Regions from separate parts of the Mus musculus genome. Here region 2 is linked to region 1. Evidence: chromatin contacts called from public targeted proximity ligation data. All regions are on one chromosome and are shown on one strand. The core of a region is the stretch at or near the end of the contact, and the rest is flanking DNA. Distances in the headings are between cores, read along the strand shown.

The links.
Region 2: a targeted proximity ligation map of the G1E-ER4 cell line shows a contact between it and region 1, with 9 read pairs. A contact is called at or near these places in 7 of 39 promoter capture datasets (the C10 cell line, the HPC-7 cell line, cranial neural crest and 4 more), 1 of 484 Hi-C or Micro-C datasets (bone marrow-derived macrophages) and 12 of 130 datasets of targeted methods (the G1E-ER4 cell line, bone marrow-derived dendritic cells, bone marrow-derived macrophages and 5 more).

What each region holds. Positions count from the first base shown.
Region 1 is chr19:37,004,971-37,010,523 of GRCm38.p6, reverse strand. It overlaps Btaf1 (B-TFIID TATA-box binding protein associated factor 1), which reads right to left. Exons shown (of 38, transcript NM_001080706.1): 36 at 785-944; 37 at 342-512. Among named protein-coding and RNA genes, the nearest start is that of Btaf1, 82 kb to the right of the region's middle.
Region 2 is chr19:37,233,975-37,240,008 of GRCm38.p6, reverse strand. It overlaps the pseudogene Gm9056. Among named protein-coding and RNA genes, the nearest start is that of Gm25268, 3.5 kb to the right of the region's middle.

The DNA.
Region 1 (5,553 bases), core at 9-2,508:
CAGTTGTAGAGGGCTCAAGCTCCCAAAATGAGCAGCTCTCAACCATCCTATTACTTCAGCTCCACAGGATCTCATGCCAGCCTCAGCCTTCACGGGCCCTGCACTCTATGTGCATGGGTGTTCTGCCTGAACGTCTGCATGAGAGCAGCGGATCCCGTGCAACAGGAGTTACGGTGTGAGCTGCCATATGGGTGCTGGGAACTGAAGAGCAGCCAGGGTTCTCAGCCTGTATTTACTCCCAGAAGACTGCTACAGCAGCCTGGACACACCCCCTTCAGAGTGCCCACTCTCAAGTCACCACAGACAACCCCAGGACTGATTAAAGATAAGTAAGTCTTTACCTTATCTAGAGTGAACAGGTCAAGAAGTTGATCAGTGCCCATACTCTGTAAGCTAGAGTTTTCTTGGCTAATAACAGTATTTGCGATGTTCATCTTGAATTTCTGCAAGCCCATTATCTTTTCTTCTAGTGTTCCTCTGGTTATCAACCGGTAGACATTAACCACACGTTTCTAAATAAGAAAAACAATTGAACCATAATGCAAACTGATAAACTCAGGTTGTCAAGCCTGACTGGAGTTTTGTCTGTTAGCACAACCCTAAAACTGTTTCCAGGAATTATAGAGCATCCTAATACAACATAGAGACAGTGACCCAGGCTTTTGTAGCTGTGCTAGAAAGTGGTGGAGGAAGCCATCTCGCTGAGGTGAAAGAGCACTGGCACCCAGTCTGCCTGCTCTTCTGGAGTTTCTGTCTAGCATTAGTGCAGTGTTAGATGACGCACCTGCCCAATACGATGGGCCCGGTCCATGGCCTGCAGATCTCGCATAGGGTTCCAGTCATGCTCCACAAACACCACAGTGTCAGCTCCAGTCAAGTTCAGGCCCAGGCCACCAACGTGAGTTGTGAGTAGAAGAACATCGATGGAGGGGTCGTTGTTAAACCTACACACACATAACAAAACCAGAGTTAGCATCCTCTATTAAAATGAAACATACTTCTTTAAAACCCTGTCTTAGGGTTTCTACTGCTGGGATAAAATACTGTGATCAGAAGCACCTTGAGTAGGCAAGGGTTTTACTCCAGCTTAGCACTCTGAGTTACAAGAGTTACAACAGCTCTATCACAGTCCACCATCCAGGCACCTCAGGGCAGGAGCTGAGCTGAAGCCATGAAGGGTGCTGCTTTCTTACTGCTGGGCTTGCTCCTCCTGGCTTACTCAGCCTGTTCTCTTGTAGCAGCCGAGGGCTAGGCCCAACAGCCAAGGAGTGTAACTGCCCACAGTGAGCTGGACACTCCCACATCAACTAAGAAAATGAAACACGGCTTGCCCAGAGGCCAATCTGGAGGGGGAATTTTCTCAATTGAAGTTTCTTTTTCTATCTAAGCAACTCTAGCTTGTGTCAAGCTGATATAAAACTTGCCAGCACAGCCATGGTATGGATGTTTGTTGTTATCCACTGAGATGAGAATGTCCTTTGAATACAAATATACCGTGATGGTTAAACTGTCAACTTGATAAGACTTGGAATAACCAGAAAATGAATCCGCTTTGTCTGTGAAGAGATTTCTAGATTACAGAGTGGGAATACCTATCCTAAATATCATCCCAGAGGGAGATTTCCTGGACTAAATGAAAAGGGGGAAAAATAAAAATTAAAAAAAAAACCCAGCACATGCTTCTGCCCCTGCCCCTGTCACTGTCTGTTCCTGACAGCAGACGCAGTGTGACTAGCTGCCTGCTGCCCTGACTTCTCCAACACAAACTGTGCCCTTGAACTGTTACTGTGTATTTTATATAAAACACAGTTTATATATACATATGCATGCATGCAGATCTGTATCAGAAAGGATTCATTCTACAGAGTATCAGAAATCTCATAAACAGAAATAAGGCCAAACAAGTTACATTTTATATCAGGCACAGATTAAGTCATAAAGGTATAGATGTTATAAATAAGAACCCAACTGTGAACTTTTAAAGTGTGGACAGGTGAGTAGGGGGTAGGTTCCATCTTCCAGGGGAGGCAGAGGCAAACGATCAGGACAGCTGTATTTACTAGTCTTAGACGATACTCATAGGGGCTGGAGACATGGCTCAGCGGTTAAGAGCACTGACTGCTCTTCCAGAGGTGCTGAGTTCAATTCCCAGCAACCATATGGTGTGGCTCACAACCATCTGTAATGGGACCCCATGCCCTCTTCTGGTGCGTCTGAAGACATCCACAGTGTACCCACATACACCACAGGCGATCCAGAAGAAAAACACACACCACTGAACAAGAAATAAGAGAAAAATTTAAATGTCTGAAGTCCGATGAAAATGAGAACTCATCAAAACCTCTGCAATCCACTGGAAGCAGCTGTAAGGAGGAGGTTTAAAGCCCCAAGTACAGACCTTAAAAACCCAGAGCCTGTGTAATAAGCAACTGCATGGTGGAAGGACAGAGCCGACTCCAGAGCTCTTCTCTCACCTAAAGACAGACAGACAGACAGAGACACAGACACACACGCAAGTTGTGCCCTTAAACCCTAAGTCCACAGGAAAAAAAAACACCAAAGGTAAGAAATTAAATTTTCGGGTATGGTGGCGCATGCCTTTGATCCCAGCACTCGGGAGGCAGAGGCAGGCGGATTTCTGAGTTCGAGGCCATCCTGGTCTACTAAGTGAGCTCCAGGACAGCCAGAGCTATACAGGGAAACCCTGTCTGGAAAAACCAAAAAAAAAAAAGAAATTAAAATTTCAAAAATCTAAAAGAAAAAGAAAGAACAAAATAGTAAAAAAAAAAAAAGGTTCTCTGAAAAGATACATAAGAGCATCAAACAGCCAGACTCCAACAGAAAACTAAAGAACCTTCAACAAAACGAGAGCCACAAATTCAGATTAGGATATACCTTAACAACTACTGTAACGAATAAATTAAAAGGAATGGATATATTTCTAGACAATCTACTGAAATATTTCACAATTAAAAGAGCCCAGGTCCAGCCGGATTCGCTGAATTCTCTGCGTCACTCAGGGAGGAGCAACAGCAGCGTGCATCAAGCCAATTCACAGCAAACAGCAAAGACTTCAACCTTTTTATAAGCTAGTGTTACTGATATCAAGACAGTTAATAACAAAAAATTATATTCCCTATGATGAGCATAAGATACAAAAATTATCAATAAAATACTTGCAAGTCAAATTAAGTAACACTGGAAAGATGGTAGTCAAGTTGGCTTAACATATTGCAGAAGAGAAGAGTGGATGTAAATCATTACATAATGGACTCAAAAGAGATGGCAAACAATTACTTCAATAGGTGCAGAGGCTGGACAAAATCCTCAGTCCCTTCAAGATAAACTCAGAGAAAAATTAGGTTTTGATAAAAGGAACGTATCTCGATGTAATAAAGGCTGTATATGACAGACTTACTCAACGGGAGAAAACTCAGACCACTTTTTCTAAAACCTGGAATAAAAAAGGGTCCAAGTTCTTCACTATAATCAATATGGTGCTTGAAGAGCAGTGAGACAAGAGAAGGAAGCAAAGGGACGCAGAGAGGAAGGGAAGTCAGAGGTTTTGGTTGGTTGGTTTTTAGTACATGACTGAGTTTTACCTTGACCTTAGGCTGGAAGACGACTTAGTGGTTAAAGTGCTTAGCGTGGACCTGGACTTAAACCCTCAGTACCCACACCAAAAATAGGTGAGTCCTGGGGCTGGCTGACCAGGAAAGTCTAGCCTCAATGGTGGGCTCTAGGTTCAATGAGAGACTGAACACACACACACACACACACACACACACACACATACTTCCATCATAAAACTCTTAGATCTCACAAACTTTTAAGTAAAAAAACAATTAAAAATCCACATTCAAAATCAGTAGCATTCCTACAAATCAGTAACAGACACGCTGAGAAAGCAAAAAGACAGTCTTAGAAGGCCTTATGAAGATTAAAGGACTCTACAAACAAAGTTATTTATTTGTTGTTTGTCTCTTTATGGAACTCTGGCTTTCCTGGAACTTGACATGTAGCTAGGCTGGTGTTGAACTCATAGAGATATATTTGCTTCTGCCTTCCAGGTGTCAAGATTAAAGACATATGCCACCATGCCCAGCTAGTAATGAAAGATTTAAATGCTTGAAAAGGAAACTGAAAGACACTTGAAAATGAAAAGCCCTCTCTGACTAAATTTAGAAAATTGTGAAAAGGGCTGTACTACAAAAAGCAACCTACAAGTTCAATGTACACATCCCAACCGTTCCCACTCACTGTACAGGCAGCACTGACAGGGCTCACTGGGGCAAAAATACATACTAAATAAGGGTAAAAAGTAGGATGGAGTGAAATGGGGAGGTATGAATATGATAAGAAAACAATATTTCAACAAGCTGGGCGTGGTGGCACATGTCTTTAATCCCAGCACTCAGAAGCCAGAGGCAGGTAAGACTCTGAGTTTGAGGCCAGAGTGAGTTCCAGACCAGCCAAGGCTACATAGTCAAACCTTGTCTCAAGCAACAACTTCAATAACTTCACAAAAAATGGGGCAGAATCCTATTCCTATGAAGTACAGAAGTCCTGGAGTAAGCAGTGCCATCCTGAGCAAAGGCGACACTGAGAGTTGTCACCAGAGCTGGTTTCTAAGCCACAGGATACAGCAGATTTCAAGGACAGAGACACTGAAAATAATGCAGCGTAACAAAGGACCCAAATATCCACGCATGTAGCGGCTCAACCTCAACAAAATGCCTGAGACCTACAGTGGAGTGGACAGTGCGTCCTCACTGACGGTGCTGGGACGGACTCATCTCCACACCCAGGTCCCTGTCATCCTGGATAAAAAACAATTCTAAATGATCAGAGACTTTAATAAGAACTGAAATTTCCCAAGTATAAGAGGCAAAATTAAGGAAACCAATTTGGGATATAGACAAGGTCAAGGGCTTCCTAAGAAGGACTCCAATCACTCAAGACATAATGCCAGGAACCAAGAAACAGTATTGCATGTGATTAAAAAACAAAAACCAAAAAACCCCTTGTATGTCAAAGGACGTAATCAAATGAAGAAGCAGCTTACAGAATGGGGGATGAAGTCTTTGCTAACCTCAGAGGATTAATATGTAGAATACACAATGAACACAAACTAAACACCAACCCAATCAATTAAATGGGCCACTAAATACATGGAAGAGAACAAAACAAAGCCATTTAACATTACTGTCTATCAGGGAAATCAAAATTAAAACTTCAGATTCTCAGAGCAGTCATGAAGACAAACAACAAGAGCTGGGGAGATGGCTTAGTGGGTAAAGCATTTACACAAGAGTACTGGAGTTCAGATCCACAACCTACCTGAGTGCCACACGGCCATGGCAGCCTGCCTTTAATTCAAGCCATGGAAGGTGGAGACAGAAATGCCTGCAGTGATTTGGCTATAAAGACTAGCCTTACTGATAGCTCTGAGTCTGAGGAGACCCTGCCTAAAAGAATACATTAGAAGAGAATTTGAAGTTTGGAACTGAACCTGGGAATCTGCATTCTCAGAACACGGATTTCATCAGTGTA
Region 2 (6,034 bases), core at 814-3,313, 230 kb before region 1:
AAACAGGGTTTCTCTGTGTAAGCCTGGCTGTCCTGGACTCATTCTGTAGACCAGACTAGCTTCCAACTCAGAGATCTTCCTGCCTTGGCCTCCCAAGTGCTGGGATTAAAGGCATGTGTCACCACTACCCAGCCTTTGTTTTGTTTTGTATATAATTAATGAAATATTGTGTGCATGGTGGTGTGTATGTGTGTGTGTGGTATGTATGCCTGCATGTGTGTTTGTCTATGTGCACATGTATACAGGTGTGTGTACCATGTACCGGGAGGCCAGAGATTGATGTCTTGTGCTTTCCATTGCTCTCCACTTTCTTTTCTGAGATGGCATCTCTCAGTGAAACAGAAGCTCACAGATTTGGTTAGATTGTCTGGCCCGTGATTTCTAGGGATTCTCTGCCTCCACCTCTGCAGCACAGGAATTACAAAGGTATACACCACACCTTGATGTTCACATGGGTTCTGGGATTCAAACTCAGGTCCTTGAGCTTGCCCAGGAAGCACTTTATCAACTCAGCTGAGCTGGGCTCTTGAATGTTAAGAAATTCAGTGACCCACTGAGGCAGACTGTCCCGGGGACAGACATTGCAATGAGTTCTTTTGTCACGCCTCTCTGTTGCTTATGTTTTTCAGTAGGAAAGTGAACTGTTGCCCCAACTAACAACGATGGTTCAGGACCAAGGATAGCAACCCACCAGCCTCAGCACTCAACAGGGCTGGGTAGAGGTAGGGGACTTCTAGGAGGAGCAGGGAATTTCCACAGAAGGCCTTAAGAGTTCCATTCTTGGCCACTCCTGAGTTTGTGTCCCCTTTTCCATTTCAGAGCCATTACACTGTCAAAGCCAGGTTCTTCGTTCCTGGCACCTGGACTCCAGACACAACTTTCATGTTCATCATCCCCTCAATATAGCAAGAAATCTATTTAGCTTGTCCCTGCGAGAGAGGCACACTGAGAAAAAAGACAAAAAGCAGCTGCTGGCTTAACATACCACCATTGTCCAAAACGTTACATAAGAGCGAAAGAAAAAAGGGGTTTTTAACCTTCAGCAGTTAAAAAGAATCAAGGGTTTTTACAGCAAAGCTTCTCTCAGGGCTTCCAGATGTCGTCAAACCCTGAAAAAATTCCAGCTGACTGGGGGTGGGGCCTTCCTAGTGCCTACAAGAATTGGCTGTTCCACAGTGTAAGGGTGAATAAAAGAGGAAGACCAACAAAGACTGGCCTGTGCCCGGCAGCACTTGTTAGCATTTTGTCTAAGCGCCACCCCCACAGTTACCTGGCAATAGCCAGGTCTGCTCCGCCCCATAGTTACCTGGCAACAGCCAGATGTGCTTGACTCACTATAAAAGGGGCTGCTTGTCGTCCCCCCCCCAATTGCTCTTGCCTTTCTGCTCCCTCTCTCTCTCCATTCCCTTCCCCCCTCTCTTTCCATGTGCTCATGGCTGACCTCTACTCTCCTCCTCTCTCTCTCTCTCTCCTCTCTCTCTCTCTCTCTCTCTCTCTCTCTCTCTCTCTCTCTCTCTCTCTCTCCCTTTCTCCACCCATACTACCCTCTTAACTCCCCTCCCCATGCCCTGAATAAACTATTCTATACTACATCGTTCTGTGACTGGTCCCTTAGGGGGAAGGGATGCCTCAGCATGGGCCCGTGGAGACACTCCCTTCCCCCACACCTGACTACACCCCCACCAAACATATCCCCTCTTCTCTTTATCTTTTTATAAACACACCAGTACTCAGGGCTGCTGTTTTGGGATTATCAGCTCCTCCCCATGGGGAAAATGGCGGGGGCTGGGGGGGGGGCGGTGCTCGTGTGTTTTGAACTGATAACGTGCACAGTTCTCAACTCGGTAAGCCCAGGGTGGCGCTCAAGGTTCGGCAACTCTTACATGTCCAGGGCTGCCGGGCTGTTTTCTTCCTCAGGCACTTGGCAATTACTTTGTTCCTCCTCGAACTGGAATTTGTACAGCATATTGAAAACTCTGACAAGGCAGACGCTGGCTAGATGTGCCTGCTCTTAGACTGGTTTCTTGTCTCCACCTCCTGATCCCGCTAGCTCTGGTCCAAAACTCTCCAGCCAACACAGGAGGAGGAGCCACGCCAGCTCTCAGCATCCCTCCCTGCCTTAGACATCACCTAAATCAGCCTGTCTTGGTTTCTGATGATGTAAGGCAGAAAGTCTAAATGACATGGTCTCCTTGCCTCAGTTTCCCAAATGTCTTTAGGTTGCTACTAGTGTGATAAAACGTGACAAAACAAAACAAAACAAAGAAACCAAAAACCAACCAAACAAACAAAAAACAAAGTTGTGGCAGCAAGGTTTATTTTGTATTATGTATCATTCAGGAAGGTTGAAAGAGGAACTTCAGCAGGGCAGGACCCTGGAGTCAGCGCCTGCGCCTGATGCAGGAGTGCTTACTTACAGGTTTGTTTCAAATGGCTTGTTCAACCAGCTTTCTCAAAAGCAGCCGGATCCACCAACCCAGGAGTGGCACCACCCTCCCGCATCAGTTATCAATTAGGAAAATACCCCATACACTTACCTACAGCCCAACCTGGTGGGAACGTTATGTTAACTGAGGCTCTCCCTTCCCAAATAGCTCTAACTGCTGTTGTCATAAAAACTAGTCAGCATACCAGACCATGAAAGCTATCTCTAGATTCAATCCCCAGGACCTCAGAGAGGGGAAAACCTTTCAGCTAAGAGATTGATTTTAAAACCTTTTTATTTATTCTTTGATAATTTCATATACAATGTATTTTTATCATATCCACCCCACTTCCCCTAACATATCCTAGACAAACCAACACATCTTCTTCCTTACTTCTCCTTTTCCTTCTCCTCCTCCTCTCCTCACTCCTATTTTTTATCTTTGTCTTTTATAATTCAGTGAGTCCAATTAGTGCTGGCAGAATGCACATGTGGAGCCATCCACATGAGCAGAGGCAACCTAGGTCACATCTGTTGATTTTAACAAAATCTCAATTGTTTGATTTTTTTTCCAATGAAGACTCGAGAGCCAGATGCTGGGGTGAAAGCCTGCTAGCTCAGAGAGGCAGAGAAAGCACCCAGCTGACCTTCTTCCTCAGCTGATGTCCCCCCCAGGAACACCCCCTCTCTCAAACAACCTCCTTCAAACTGAAGGTCCCTCTCTTCTACTTCCCATGCGTCTCTCCGTCCATCCTCCTCACTCTCTCTTACTCTCTGTGTTTTTTTTCTTAGTAATCTTATGTTCACTTCCCTTCAATTTGTGGCTTGCTCCATCTCTTGACCTATGGTTGACTTTATGTTTACAATAAATATTCAAGCAGGAAGTTTTTGGATTAAAGGTGTGTGCTAAGGCTGAGCCACACCATAACTGAAAAAAGTTTTTTTTTTTTCCAGTAAATAACACAATCTCGGGGCTCACGGTGTGATCAAATATCCTGCAACACACATCCTCACAGAAAAAACTCTGTTTCCCAAAAGCTGTCAACTGCTAATATTTCTTCAGCTAGGGGTATGGCCTCATGAGGAACTCTTGATGCTGTGCAGATAACTATAGGTGCTTTGAGTTCGTGAGTGTGATAGCCATATTATATCTAAAAGACAGTAACTCGCAGCACTCTTACCGATCCTCTCGCTCTCTCATTCTTTTTCTCTCCTCTTCCAGAACGTTCTCTGAACCCTATAGTGAGGTTGTATATGGATATACTATTTAGGACTAAGCACGCACAATCACTTTATCACCACGTAGACCACTTATGAGTCTGTATTAACGGCTACTCATGGTAAAATCAAACTTTTCTGGCTAAAGATTGAGAGTAGCACTAATCTGTGGATACAGATGTAAATATTTAGAAGCAATCTCACAACATGACTGCTGTACTACATCCTGCTTCTCCATTGTGGGTGCGTTGGCACCGCTGGCAAGATGCCAGGAAGGGGGCAGGGCAAAGTCCTAAACAGGGAGTCCACAGTGGTTTCCACCATCAGCATTACAGCAAGGAGAGGGAGGCAGGAATCCGGGGTCTGCAGTCTATCTTTCTCCCCTTGGGGCATCTGCCCGTTAGGCAGAGAAGGGAGGTAGAACCCAGGACAGGGCCGAGCAGAATGTGGTTCCATTAGGAGCTAGGGTTGAGTGTACCAGCGGGGCTGGAGGGAAGAAAGACTTCTCGGGAGTCATAGGCACGGCTCTTTAGTTGAAGGCCTTCCCCACAGTGATCCTTAAAGAGGACCAGCTCTCTGAGATGGTCCTTGCTTTTTTATACTGGTTTATTTGATGGTGAATATAAATACATACACTTTATATTCGGGGTGAACCAGGGATTACATATCTTTTGTGGGGAAGGAATACCCAGGAAAGGAAATTCATTGCTGAGGGTACCTCGTTAGCGTGGAGAACTCCAGCTGTTACTTTATGTGACTGACTGCCAGTGGTCCTCTCAGTGGGGTGTCATGGTTACATGTCCCAGAGCAGTTACACAGACAGGTAGCTCCACTCCCGCCAATCTCAGATCTCAGAGACTGCTGGGGTCTGAGCTCACTCAGCCTTGCCAGTTCTTATGTCTGTCTGGTTGCACAGTCCCACATGCCCTACACATGTGGATACACTTAGCAAAACAACAGTAGTAGGTTTATCCCATAGGGTCTATGACCTTCCTAGACTAGATTTTGGCTGTGTTTACAGTACAGGGCATGAATTCTCTCTGGTGGAACAGGCTTCAAAGCTGGTCAGAAGGTGGTTGGTGACTTAAATTGTGCCCCTTCTGAGGCAACAGACCCCATTTTGCCTGCTAAGTCAGCATTGCAGCGTGCAGGGTCCTGCATACAGTAAGACCTTTATTGTCATGTCTCCCCAGAGGTTTGCATGGTACGCTCCAGCACTATGAAAGCTATCCAGGAGGGAAGACGTTTCTCAGTCAGTTCCATACTGATTTCTCCATGTCTCATAGAGAAAGTATGTAGTGTATTCAGCAATAGGCTCTTAACATATAGTTATAGTGAACAACCAAGAGAAATGGCAGTAGCCTGTGTTGTTTTGGAGACCTTTGGGGTAACTCCTAGGGAGGTATTCTATGAGAATTAATTTCCTTCTCCTTCCTTCCTTCCTTCCTTCCCTCCCTCCCTCCCTCCTTCCTCCCTCCCTCCCTTCCCTCCCTCCCTCCCTCCCTCCCTCCCTCCCTCCTTCCTTCCTTCCTTCCTTCCTTCTTTCCTTCCTTCCTTCCCAAATTTACTTCTGGGTCTATCTTGTAAGAGGAAGCTGGAAATAAAGGGGAATTTAATAAAAAATGGCACAACTTGTTAAATACCTCTCGATTAGGCCCTCTCATGCAGAGAGACCAGTCCCAGACAGCTATGACCCTAGGAACCCCAGGGTGGCACTAAACATGGCTGAGGAAGGCCAGGTGCCAGAGGCTCCCTGCCTAGCCTTTCTGCATAAGGAAGCCAAATAGGAGGTGGGCAGGGTATGTCACCACCTTAGAAAGTCCCTAAGGAACTTCCAGAGCTTGGTGACCCAGAGATTGGCACCGAAGTCAGACAGGTACTGGATTTCGGGCGTGAGCATGCGCCGGCAGAGTGCTCTTCTTGAGGTTGTAACCCAGGGTGGACTTGACACCCAGGGGCTGCCAGGGCTGAATGGCCGAGTCTTGGATGGCCTCTGCACCAACCGCTTGACCGCCATCTATGCAGATGCGGTGCATGTGCTCCTTCGCTTGGCGCAGCTCGGCTACCTCGCCGGCCATGCGCTCACATCCAAAGGCCTCCACCTTTTGCCAGAAGCTGGCGTTGAAGTGACGGTAGAGGCGCACGTCCAGCCAGGTTCCAAGCGGTGGCTCGGCGGTACAGCCCTCCCGAGAGTCGCGGCACCGGCGAGTGGCGCAGTGCATTGAGCTTGAAGTACAGCACATCCTCCAGGTCCCAACACAACATCTCCGGAGCAGCACCAGGGATTCGTCAAGTACTCCTGCAGCAGCACCAGGTGGAAGCGGCGCTCCACCCCCAGGATCTCCTGCACTCGCGGGCTGCCCGGGTCCAGGCTACTATCGTAGCCCAGGC